2 separate regions of the Mus musculus genome follow, and region 2 is linked to region 1. Evidence: chromatin contacts called from public promoter capture Hi-C data. All regions are on one chromosome and are shown on one strand. Each heading gives the region's core, a stretch centred on a gene start, on an enhancer-like site or on the middle of the called end of the contact. The rest is flanking DNA. Distances are from core to core; before and after follow the strand shown.

Evidence for each region. Capture Hi-C pulls out chosen DNA fragments and counts their contacts.
Region 2: a promoter capture Hi-C map of adipose tissue shows a contact between it and region 1. The contact joins two enhancer-like sites. A contact is called at or near these places in 1 of 15 datasets of contacts at CTCF or cohesin (CD8 T cells), 4 of 484 Hi-C or Micro-C datasets (CD4 T cells, LSK cells, macrophages and 1 more), 4 of 115 datasets of contacts at active chromatin or transcription factors (CD8 T cells, effector CD8 T cells, large pre-B cells and 1 more) and 2 of 9 other capture datasets (adipose tissue and liver).

What each region holds. Positions count from the first base shown.
Region 1 is chr1:106,149,247-106,155,655 of GRCm38.p6, forward strand. Gm20753 (predicted gene, 20753) reads right to left here. Exons shown (of 3, transcript NR_040630.1): 3 at 3,379-3,501. Among named protein-coding and RNA genes, the nearest start is that of Gm20753, 19 kb to the right of the region's middle. Within about 2 kb of position 3,680, at least 38 of the 459 cell types and tissues checked have an H3K27ac peak or open chromatin away from gene starts, as enhancers often do. A contact at or near this core is called in CD8 T cells, where this site is marked.
Region 2 is chr1:106,317,479-106,323,887 of GRCm38.p6, forward strand. Phlpp1 (PH domain and leucine rich repeat protein phosphatase 1) reads left to right here. Exons shown (of 17, transcript NM_133821.3): 4 at 1,371-1,537. Among named protein-coding and RNA genes, the nearest start is that of Phlpp1, 150 kb to the left of the region's middle. Within about 2 kb of position 3,338, at least 61 of the 459 cell types and tissues checked have an H3K27ac peak or open chromatin away from gene starts, as enhancers often do. A contact at or near this core is called in CD8 T cells, where this site is marked.

The DNA of each region.
Region 1 (6,409 bases), core at 2,430-4,929:
TACTGCTTCTCGGTCTCTCTGCCCTTTCACTTGCTCTAATTTCATGCAGTCTGAGGTGGAGGGGATTACTTTTTTTAACTGCAGTAAAATAGTATCATAGAAGAGAGTCCTGTGATAGAGCAGTTGACTTCTGAAGAAAACAGGGGAACCAGGCACTTGTGAGTTATGGGCCAGCCTCAGCTACATAAGATAATTCAAAGCAAGCCTCAGCTACATGACCCTCCACACACACACACACACACACACACACACACACAGAGAGAGAGAGAGAGAGAGAGAGAGAGAGATTAACACAACTAATACTTCCTTTCTTAAATTATTTCAGAGACTTAAAATATATCAGGCATCAATTCTTCCTGATGCTTCTATCGGACCATGTGATGTGTGTTCTGGTTTTTGGGACCTTTAAAGTCTTTGCAAGTGAGCTTCTCCTCAGCCATGCCGTTGCATATATGGCTGTGTGAGTTCATGCACATGAGTGTAAGAAGGACAGAATTCTACTATCTTCTTCTACCCTGTGGTTCCCCCACGAATTGAACTCAAATTATCAGACTTGACAGCAAGCACCTCTCCTGGAGGATTCATCTTGCTGTGCCATAGAACCTCTAGTCCATCATGAGGTATTCCTCTCAAGCATAAAACCCTTGAGATATGATGGATATCATACCCAGGCCCTTGCCATTTCTGGTGGGTCTGTGAGGCAGGCAGCAGAAGGCATCAGGGCATTTGATTGTAACCACTGTCTTATCAACAGAGATCAATTGATCTTCCCTCCCCCCCATCCGCTATTCCCACCACCCGGTTCCCTGAGCCAACTCTCTGGGTTGGCTTGGGAGTGATTGGAAAGCAGACTGTGATTTCCTCAAATACATATTTCTTGGAGTTGGGGAGATGGTTCAGTGGCTAGGTACTTGGCTTACAAATCTGAGGACATAAAGGTCAATTGTGTGTCAACCAGTAATCCCAGATCCAGAAGAAGGTGACAGGGGAACCCCAGAACAAGCTTGCTAGCGCAACTAGTTATTGGGGAGCTCTGGGTTTGACTGAGAGACATGCCTAATGGCTAAGAGAAAACAATATGCCCATCACCAGTCTCAGATCCCCACATGCACACACACAGATATGTGCATATTCACACACACATATGCCACATGCACACTCACACGCACTCATAGAAATACAAATAGAAAAAGTGTATTTCCTTAATTCAATAATTTCAAAATGAGGTTGTTATTCGAGTTGATTGTAGCCAAGATAAGGTAAAAGAAAAGCATCCATGCCGAGGTTTCCTGGTCTCCCAAGCAGATCTGTTTGTGTAGTACATCTGTTCTCATAGTATGTGTCCTCGTAACGTGGATAGGGCATGATTAAATACACAGCCCTCCCCTGCCTGAGCCTCCCCTTTATACCTGTGTGTCCTCAGCATCATTCCAGGGAATGTGGGAAGAATGGACAATATTAGGTTAAGACCTCTGGTCCAGGCATGTCTTAATTCCTTTGAGAGCAGCTTCCAACTTCCGGGAATTCCTGCTGAGATGAAATGCCGCTTGGTATTTTGAGGCATCTGAATAGGTAAGCATGCATGTGTGTGGAGCTGGTCATCTGCTTTTCCATAACATGAAGCATATTAGCCCTGCTGAGCTGAAATGGCCTAGCAGATGGTGTTAAGGTAAAGTACTTGGGTCTGCACATGTAGGTTTGTGCATTTGTGCAGAGATATTTTGGTGTGTTTTGTCCTTGCCTCAGCGATGTGTATAAAACAGAGGAATGGGGGCTTGGGTCAGCCAACGAGTAGTGACTCCAATAGGAGGCACAGCTGTGAAGCATGTGTGGTGTGTGTGAGTGTGTGTGTCTGTGTGTTATGAGCGGGGGAGTGTGCACACATGTGGATGTGGAGGTCAGAAGACAACCCCGAGTATTAATCCTCAGGGCTATCCACCCTTTTGTTGAGACAAGGTGTCTCAGTGGCTTCATGTTTGCTGGGTATGGTAGACAGGCAAGACAAGACAAGCCCCACCAGGGTCTACCCTACCCATCATGCAATTATAAGCCTGTGTCACTATGACTGGCTTTTCCCCCTGTAAGTTCTGAGCCTCAAACTCAAATCCTTGCTTGTGAGGAAGTGCTTCGCTGACTGAATCATCTCCACAGCCCATAATTGGGATTTTCTTTTTCTGCTTCTTTTTTTTTTTCTGGTAATATTGGGGATTGAACCAGGGCTTTCGTTGTGAGCATTAGGTAAGACTGCTACCACAGAGCTCCACTTCCAGTCAACAAACTGTGCTTTTCTTATTCTCCAAATCACAGCCTTCACGCTATTCATTCTAATGTAACTCTTTCTTTAGTAGAGCTTAGATTTACACCAACATGGAAAAAAATATCCGGTTGATACTTATAACAGAAAATTATGTTGCTGTAATAATAAAATTATAAATGCTTGTACATAGTAGCAAATAATTGAGGGCTTAGAATATATAGGTATGGAAATTGAGAAAATTCTTCTAAGCCCCCAAATAATAGTATTCGAAACCTCTACAGCTCTGTGTAGCTTACAAAGCATGCGAATGTGTTCTCTGCTTTGACTTACCTACTGACGGCTTAAAATGCTCTCCTCACAGGTTCGCTGAGGGAAACTGGCTTAGAAACATCTGGGCAAGCTGTCCAGGCAAGGCCAAACGTTTCTTAACTCCTCCTCTTGAGGGCGCTCAAGACCTCATTGCCTCATGTCTCACAGCGGAAACCCATCTGAATGTGTATCCCTTACCAGGATATTGTGGTTTAAAGAAGACTGAGGAGATAAGCTCAGTGAATATTTTCAGAAACTAGATCCAGTACTGACTAAAACATCTCAGGAGCTGCTATTTTTGGAGCACCTGCACCTGCTGACTGGTGTGTGTGTGTGTGTGTGTGTGTGTGTGTGTGTACACGCGCGCGAGCGAGCGCCGAGCTCGTATACATGAGAGTTTGTTTTTCTTTTGAAGTTAGCAGAGAGAACATAAAGAACATAGACTTGAGGGCTGGTGAGATTGCTCAGCGGGTAAGAGAACTGACTGCTTTCTGAAAGTCCTGAGTTCAAATCCCAGCAACCACATAGTGGCTCACAACCATCTGTAATGAGATCAGACGCCCTCTTCTGGTGCGTCTGAAGACAGCTACAGTGTACTTATTTATAACAATAAGTAAATTTTTTGGGTCGGAGCGAGCGGGACCGACCAGAACAAGCTGGGTTGACTGGAGTGAGCAGAGGTCCTAAATGCCATTACCAACAACCACATGAAGGCTCACAATCATCTGTACAGTTACAGTGTACTCATATATACATAAAATAAATAAATAAATCTTAAAAAAGAACATAGACTTGATATCAGGAGACTCAGGTAAGAACTCCAGTGCCTGTTCATTTAATGTCTCTACAGAATGTCTCTCTCTCTCTTTCTTCTTCTTCTTCTTCTTCTTCTTCTTCTTCTTCTTCTTCTTCTTCTTCTTCTTCTTCTTCAACAACTAGTAGGACCACAGGGGATCATTTTTAGAAATAAAAAATAGCATAGAAAGCTAACTTTTCATTCATTTTCAATGATTTCTTTGGCTAGTGTGGTGGTTTGAATAGGTTTGGTCCCTGTAGACTCATGTGTGTAACTTCTTGGCCCATGGGGAATGACACTATTAGGAGGTGTGGCCTTGGAGTAGGTGTGCTCTTGTTGAGGAAGTGCTTCACTGTGGAGGTAGGCTTTGAGTTCTCTTCCTATGCTCAAGCTCCACCCAGTGTGGAAGAGCCCCTCCTCCTAGCTGTCCACTAGTCAGGCTCTCCTGGCTGCAGTCAGATCAAAGATGCAGACTCTCAGAGCCTTTTCCAGCATGCCTGCCTGCATATTGCCATGTTTCCTGCCATGATGTTAGTAAACCTCTGAAACTGTAAGCCAGCCCCAGTTAAATGGTTTCCTTTATAAGGGCTGCCAAGGTCATGGTGTCCCTTCACAGCAGTAAAACTCTAAGACAGCTAGCATATTGTAGGTGTTTCTTTTGTACTCTGCCACTTCCTTCCTTCAGGAGACCTATGCAGGGATGTTGTTAACTCTTTCTATGTCAGAGAAATCATATCTCATCCTGTGATATTCGTCCCTGGGTTTAAGTTTCCTCTTTAAAGGCTACTTTTCAAGCACTTCAGAGAACACTGAATTCTGTTCTTGCAAATCTGTTGCCACTAATCTGGGTGTGGTGATACATAACTGTGATCTCAACACAGAGGAGATGATGGAGGCAGGAGAATCAGATCCAAGACCAGCTTAGGCTACACAGTAATGTGCTACAGTAAATGTGTGGCTGGCTTAGCTTCATGACACCCTGTCTCCAGACAAGACAAGATGAAAGAAAGGAGGAAAATGGGGGCTGGCAAGATGGCTCAGCAGGTAAAGTGCCCACCACCTACTCTGACACCTTGAGCTGGATCCCTGGGACCCACATGGGGCATGGGGAGAACTGACTCCCAAAATGTGTCCTCTGACCTCCACAGTCACACTATGACATGTGCGCGTGTGACAAGCGCACGTGCACACAAACAAGTGTGTTGGCACTTTGCTCCTAAACCAAGGCAGAGATGCTAATGCTTAGAATAGTTCCCCACCCCCCCTGAGTCAGTTTCTCTGTATAGCTCTGGCTGTCCGGGAACTCATTTTGTAGACCAGGCTGGCCTCGAACTCAGATATCTTCCTGCCTCTGCCTCCCGAGTGCTGGGATTAAAGGCGTGCGCCACCACGCCCAGCTCATTTTTTTTTTAACTGCTAATTACAAATACTTTAAATGCAGCCATAGGCATGGTGGAAAGTATGTGTTGGCATGTAAATGACCTTTCACCTGACCACAGTTATAGGACAGGGCAGTCAGGGCCGAACAAGGGTCCAGAGCACATTGCATACTGGGTTCCTTTGGCTACTATGATGAAGGAGTACAAGTTTAGCATCTTGAGAGGCGAGTGTATAACCCTCCAGTTTGGAGTCCAAGTTCCAACAGTCAGGTTGGCAGGACTGCCTTCTTTTCTGGGCTCCTGGGGCAAGCCCCTTCCCTTCCTTTTCCAGCTCTAGAGAACTTCCCAGATGCCTTGCCCCAGCTTTCTCCCATTTCCAAAACATTGCTGTATCCTGTGAACTCCAGCGAGGGACCTTCGCAAGGACTCGAGCCAAAGGACCACCAGGACAAGGATAGCTGTCCAGGCTGGACACAAACCTTTACCCCGGGATATCTCTAAATGTGTTCAGTTGACATTGGAGAAGTGTCTGTCCTGTCTGCTAGCTCCAAAGCAAATCTGTTATTGATCTATCAGGCGACTTTAGATGTTTGTTTAATGTTTAAAATCATTTAAAACCGATCTCTCAGTATTGTATTCTTCGAAATGTATGGGTGTTATCAAGCATAAATAAATAGTCTATTCCAGTTGCTTCCTCATCCATCCTCAGTAGCATTTTGGATATCTACTTGCTCTGCTGATAGGTGCGATTGCCATCCACCGGCATACGGCAATGGTGTGGTGGTGGACTGACTCTGCAGTGCTCAGCCCCTCTGATGTGGGACCTTCCTCTGCCCCTTGACAACTATTCATTTTGTTCACTTTTGCGAAGAGAAGCTGCTAAACACATTGGCACACATATATTTGTCAATTAAATACTGTGGGGGGTGTTGGCAGACTATGTGGAATCTCTGAATTCCAAACGGATGCCCTTCTCTTAACTACACTTATCTATGGTATTGTAGATGCTTTAGATAGAACTGTTTGGAAGGTGGTAGTAAGTTGCAAGGGGCAGATGGGGAAATCAGCACTAAAATGCGATGGTAAGCTTTAAAAAACAAAAGTAAGAGCTAGACTGTTCTGTTCATGTTCCGTCTGTTTGGAGGGTGAGTGTGGCACAAGCCATGCTAGGAAGCACAGCAGAAGGGAGTGCGGGAAGAAGGCGACATTTGTTACCAATTATGCTGTTGGTTGGAAGCCAAGTCCTGAGTTCGAAATTAACAAAAACAGATAAGGAGTCCTCCAGGAAGCTCACTTTCATCTCACGATGAAATTTAATCTAACATTTGGTAGCTTGAGTGTAGCCTTTGACTCATCAGCAAGGAAAAGCAGCTTGGCCTTGTTTGTTTTCCCTGCTTGCGCCTTGTTTGGGGTGTCAATAGTGCAGAGCCTGTGACAGGCAGCTGATCTCTGGGGAAGCGCAGCCAAACGGAAGATCCCAGCCAAGCCAGGAACTTCAGCTCAAACACTCATCTCAGGCACACAATGCCGCCCCTTGTGCGGCTAAAGAACAGGGCCAGGGCTTTGTACCAGGATAGGAATGACAATATGCCCTAAGATTCACTTTCTTAATACAGGGTTTGTGTTTCTGTCCCATGAAAGACAACTGTGTGTCCACTGAAAACAGGG
Region 2 (6,409 bases), core at 2,088-4,587, 170 kb after region 1:
TTCAGTGAACAAGGAAAAGCGTTCTGTCCCTACAAGCTCTAGATCTTCTTGGTTTACATCAGGAATTTGGCTGTCTTTGGGGTTTTCTTTTTTAATGGTGTAAATTCAAGGGAAGCTGAGAATGCTGAAGTGCCAACTCAGACCTTCTGTATCAGAGCCTTTGTAAACAGCATCTTTCTGCTTCATATGTACAGTGTAATTTATCTTGAATTCAAGTATGACCTCAGCAGAATGTTTTTTGTAAATTTACTTCTAATAAATATGCATAAATTTGGGAATTAGTGAATATAAACTATGAGTAATTCTATTTTGTAGCAGCAGCAATAAAAATAATAGCAGCATTTATTGATGGTTTTTCTGAGCTATGAAGGTAGGACTAGGTGCCATTTTAATACTGCTACATAGACATGAAGCCGAGTCTCAGAAGAGATCAATGATCTGTCTGTCTATCTCAGCGCAGAGGAGAGGCTGTGGTGCTTAGATGAGAATCTGTGCCGTCTGGGCCTAGAGCCACATTCCCAGGACTCTGCTCTGCCTCTTCTGGGTTAGGGGAAAGCTGGAATTCGGTAACAGTACAGTACATCAGGGTGATCAAGGATAAAGAGTAAAATCTTCCTTCCTTCATTTATTCTCTCTCTCTCTCTCTCTTTTTTTTTTTTTTTTTTTTTTTTTGCAAAGTAAAACTAAGTTAGGCAAAGGCTTAGAACTCTGATGTTACAACATCTGCTATCAGACAGAACCAAGATATTTGAAGTGGGCTAAATCTCTTCACTTTCATTATAAATGGGGCTTGTAATTCCTGAAGAACTGAGCTTACCCAGAGCACTTTGTTTCTGCAGCCTGCATCTGGGTTTGTAGCGCTGGGATCCTGGTCTTGGTAGGGATTATTTAACGAGGAGGGCAGTGGATATCTGGATAATCATTTAGATAGACTTTTTGTTTTGTGCGAAGCATCTACATGAGGCAAAGCACAATCAATGTGTAGTTATCTCACTGAAATCAGCACACACCACATCTGTCTTCCTGTCTAGTGCATGGTTGTGTATTTCCTTTAAACTCTTGTGTCAGTTTGTTCATAATCCTCTTACTTGTTTTTGTTTTGTATTGTTTTCTTGATTAAAACCACCTGTAGGAGAGACTAGTGACATCAGTAACCTAAAAGGTCATTGCGTTCTTCGGAGCCCTGTGCTAGGTTGCTTTAGGCCTGCTCTCGGGCAGTTTTTACAGTAGCAGGCTGTTTTGTGCCAAGTGTATATAGGCTTCATCTCTTTGTATTAGGACTTTCATGCTGTTCCTGAGTTCCCAAAAGGGAATGTCTCATTTCTATGTGTAAACAATTAATTCCATGTATTCTTTTCTTTTTTCTCCAGGTTGCATCACAGCGTATAAGCTCAGTAGACCTCTCCTGTTGTAGCCTTGAACATCTGCCTGCCAACCTCTTTTACAGCCAAGACCTTACTCATCTCAACTTAAAACAGAACTTCCTAAGGCAAACCCCCACCCTCCCAGCTGCCAGAGGACTTGGTGAACTGCAAAGGTGAGCCTGCACAAGCGCTAGAATCTCTTGGAAGGGACGGGGAAACCAGACCATTTGGGAATGGTATCTTCACTATTTTGACAGGGATAGTGTATATACATTTTTCTCTTCAGAAGGCAATATAACATGGCTTTGCTTTATAGTGAGAACAGTATCAGCTAGCATTCCAAAAATTTTCTCTAAGGTTTCTTGCCTTTAAAATTATGGCCTGTAGTTATCCATTGGGTAGATTTACATAAGAGCAGTTCTTTTAAAAGTGAACTTCATCCCCTACATTATCTGCAAAGAGACTGTGAAAATTTCATGGTATTTAGTGTGTTTCTTCTAAGCTCAAGGGTCTATTCAAAATAAATTACTTGATTTGAAATTTATGGATCAGTTTTTCCTCATGAAAACACTCATCTTTGAACCAAGACATAAGAACCAAGGTTTAAGGCCAAAACTCTATGGCATCTAGATGTCAGTATGTTGGACTTGAGTCATATGCATCAGCTCGGAGAATCTGCCTCATTATGTCTAGGAGTATCTCTCAAGAGGATCTGAGAGGTCGTCTTGTTCCTTCCTTTCCCACTTTGAGGCAGTGACCAAGCATGATTCTGGGGATATGCAGCCTTTTGTGACTCTGCATGTAGAGACTGTACTGAGGAAGAGGTAGTTATGTTCAAGGAGCAGAGAGTAGTTCATCCCTTAAGTGGCCAATGTGCTTAGAAAGCTATGCTGATCAGCCATTGGGATTCTATGTCTGATTTTTAATACCCAGAAAGAAGAATCCAACTACATCTTACTGTTAATAAGATAGTGTTTTTAACAGTTAACTTCAAAGTTAGAGTGTCTGTTTCTCAGTGTCATTGCAGCATTTCTGACTATTTGTGTGCAACCGTACTGTCATCTTAAATAGTAGTTTTCTGCAGATGTCCACTCACTCTGGCTCTTGTAATCTTTCCACCTTGTATTCTTTGATGAGCCTTGAGCCTCAGTGCAAGGACTGTGATGTAGATTACCCATTTATAGCTGACTGCTCTTTTTCTCTGCATGTTGACCAGAGTTGGTCTCTGTGTTAACATCATCCACTACAAAAAAAAACAAACAAAAAACTGCTGAGTTATCTTGTGTGTGTAGTGATAAGAACTTAGGGAGCAGTTAATTACTATGTCCATTTAGTACTATGTCCAATAGTACCCTTTTATTTATTTATTTATTTATTTATTTATTTATTTATTGACAACACAAGGGAATCATACGCCTGAAAGCAACCTGCGAACATGACTTTCCCAAAGCCAATATAGCCATGGCTTGTTTTGCTCTCATCTTCTCCAAGATCGCTGGCTAGCTTAATCATGTTGCTCTTATTTAAACTATACATTATAATCTTGTGAAATTTGTTTCTTCTGGGATGTCTAATGATTTCAAACTAAACTCCCAATGACTCAGGAATTCCAGGCAACTCCTAGGCCTACAAAACCAAAACCTCCTCCCACAATAGGTAAGATAGGCAGAGTCTTGTGGTTCCTCATCTACATGGGCATAATTATAGAAGGTGATTGATTGTCACGTTTTTGTACCCAGGAAAGACTTTTGGGACTATAGTTCTCCAGGAAATTGTGGCAGGAGAGTCAGAAACTGGGGAGAACGTTCTAGAAATTACCACATAAAAGGTAACAGCAACAGAAAGAGCTGAATCCACCTCCAGTCTCTCCCTGTGCTTCATTGAGCCTGGAGATATTCTGAAAAGTACACACACAGTCTTGAGAGAGTCAGGTACTGTGTTGACTCATAAAAAAAGTTCCTTCCTCTTGGAGGCAGGCCACAGAGGAGATAGGGCACCTCCTAGTCCTTCTGGCTCTCCCTGTCCTGTAACTCCCATGGGTCTCTATACAGTTCATTGTGCATTGCACATGGGAACCATGCCTACTTCCAGACTTGATCCACACCTGTAGGAACTGAAGCCAGTAGTATTTGGCTACTACCAAAAGATTTCAATTTATTCATGTCATTTTGTTATTTTTTTCAGTGTTTATTATTACTAGACATTTATATTATAAGTGACATGAAGTTCACATATGATTATTAATGAATTATTCCTACTGTAAATAACACTGAAAACATGCACACATAACAAGCCAAGTGTAACATCAGATATCTGGTCAACATTTCTCTCAGTAGTGATTTGTTATTGATGTTTGTTGCTGTTCTTTGAGTGTGATTATTTACTCCCTGACAGTTTTACAGAATACTAGGAAATAGTTTGTAAAGGACTTTTTTTAAAGCATAGAAGTAGTACTATAACATTAACTTTTGTGCATTTGGTTACCTTTAATTTTTGTCTTAGAGACCTACAGTATAACTCTCTTTCCTAAGGAGACACTTGACCTCATGACCTTTGTTACTTACTTTTTGTTGTGTTTATCCACTTTGGGCTCAGATTCCTAGAAGGTACACATCAGGTCCCCCAGAAATGGTTACCATTGTGAGGGAGACCATTAAATACATTGTGAGTGAGCACATGAGAGAATGTAGTGGGACCTGCTTTTAGTCACCACTTCTTGTTATTCATACGGACTTCTTTGTAACAGGCTTTTGCGGCAACTTGTAGAAAGAAGTGAAACTGGTAATTCGTCATTTCTCTTTGGTTGAAGGTTTGATGAAAAAAAAAAAAAGAAAAACAAAACTACATAATGAGACCACTCAGGAAACATGACACGGAGATTCATAACCGAGAATCGGTAGTAGGAAAAAGAGAAAACAAGTTTTTCATTTAAAAAAAATGAACAGCGTGATTTTTTTCATTTTATTTTTTGTTTTGTGTACATTGGTGTTTTGCCTGCATGCGTATCTGTGTGAGGATATTGGATCCTCTGGAACTAGAGTTACATACAGTTGTAAGCAGCCATGTGGGTGTTGGGAATTGAACCCTGGTCCTCTTGAAGAGTACCCAGTGGTACTCTAAACAACTGAGCCATCTCTCCAGCCCCCATAATGTTTTTTTTTTCTAAAGGAGGGGGAGGGGAGAGACCAAAGCAAAGCAAAACCCACTGCCAGGCTCTGAAATACAGTTCACTCTCTTGTCACTCCCTTTACCACTCCCAGGCCAGCCTGGCATCTGTCCTGCCTGTCCTTGAAAGCATATTTCCAAAGATGTCTTGTAGAGTTTGGTTATGTCCAATTCCATGTGCTCATTTCCTCCTTTGATTTATAAACATTGCTTATGCTTCCTTGCTTGCTATACATCTGTAATGAACATTAGAAAATTTCTAAATTGACTCTGTGTGTAAATTTCTTGACCATAGAGGTGGAATGTCTCTGCTTTTATTCTGTTTCCCCTTCATATTTAGCCTAGAGCTGAATTTAGGGTGGAGAAGGACAGACACAAGGATGGTGTGCTTCAGTCCAGTTCTTGGTTTCTCTGTCACCAAAGAGAACAGAAGGTCATCCTAAGACATATAGAGGAAGGTTTGCAAAGAGCTTTGAGCAGTGGCATTCATATATGGCTCTTAAGGGATAGGTCGTAAGTCTCGTAAGATGCCTTTTGGTTGATCATATGATGTGATGCCTGAAGATCAACTTTAGTGAACCTTAGGTGTGTATGTTAGAGTGGGTGGGGTATAAATAAGCTTGGTATCACCTAAAACAAGGTGAATGTTTCTTTTGGGTGGAAGGATGAATTTAAGACTTGGAAGACTTAGAGGGAAGCAGTGAACTGAGTTACCAGTAGATGTGAAATTGGCATTCACTGACAAGGAGAGAGTGAGGAATGTGCTGGGAGAGCCCGTAAAGCTTCGTGTACAATCACGGTGCGCTATGACAGTAAACGTGGAGAGATGAGAACAAACTCCCATTTCTGTCTGCAGTAAAGATCCCTTTCTTTAAAAGTCTTCAATCTGTATTTTGGTCCACATGGAATGGGAAACACATGACCCTATTTCCTGCCTTGTCTTTCGGGCACTTTTCACATTCCAGTAATAGGAAGTTATCAAATTATTTATGCTTGCCACACTTTAACATTCTTATGCTTTGTTTAAGAAGCAATACAATTTTTATTTTATGAGTAATTTCTGGAAACTCATTTTAGTGGTGAGAGTGCTCTTAGTAAACTGGAACAAGAAGTGGCCTGGTGATGTTTTTGCAGCTCATCTGCCAGACAACCTATGCAGTACTTAGGACACTCCAGCCTTGTGGGATGCACTCTTATATGTGAAGATAGGTGATAAAGATTGGAGATAATCACGGAAGACAGGGGTTGTCCATGTAAAGGATAAAGGTAGCCGGTGCAAAGTGCTGTGGGTGAAACTGAGATTTCTAGCACTGGGTTTGAGGTTTGCCAGATGATTCAGGAATTTCACAGAATGTATGGACTCCCTCTCCAGTTAGCTGTTAGCAGACTGCAGGTTTTTGTATACCTGAGCTTTGCAGTGCAGTGGGAATCCTCTTGGGGCACTTTCTATTTCAGTGGCTTCCCATTTTCCCCCTGAGCTCTGGATCAAAGGAAAACCTTGAGATGGCTTAGGGCTTAGACTCCCTTTCAGCTTTCTCTACTTCCTGAGCTCTGACAATCATGGCCTGTTTGGGTTTTTCTCAGACAGCACTTTCTAAAAAGGAACTCAAAGGCAAACCAAAGATTTTTTTTTAAGTAATTTTTTTAAATTAGGTATTTTCCTCGTTTACATTTTCAATGCTATCCCAAAGGTCCCCCATACCCACTCCCCCCTTTTTGGCGTTCCCCTGTACTGGGGCATATAAAGTTTGCAAGTCCAATGGGCCTCTCTTTGCAGTGATGGCCGACTAGGCCATCTTTTGATACATATGCAGCTAGAGTCAAGAGCTCCGGGGTACTGGTTAGTTCATATTGTTGTTCCACCTATAGGGTTGCAGTTC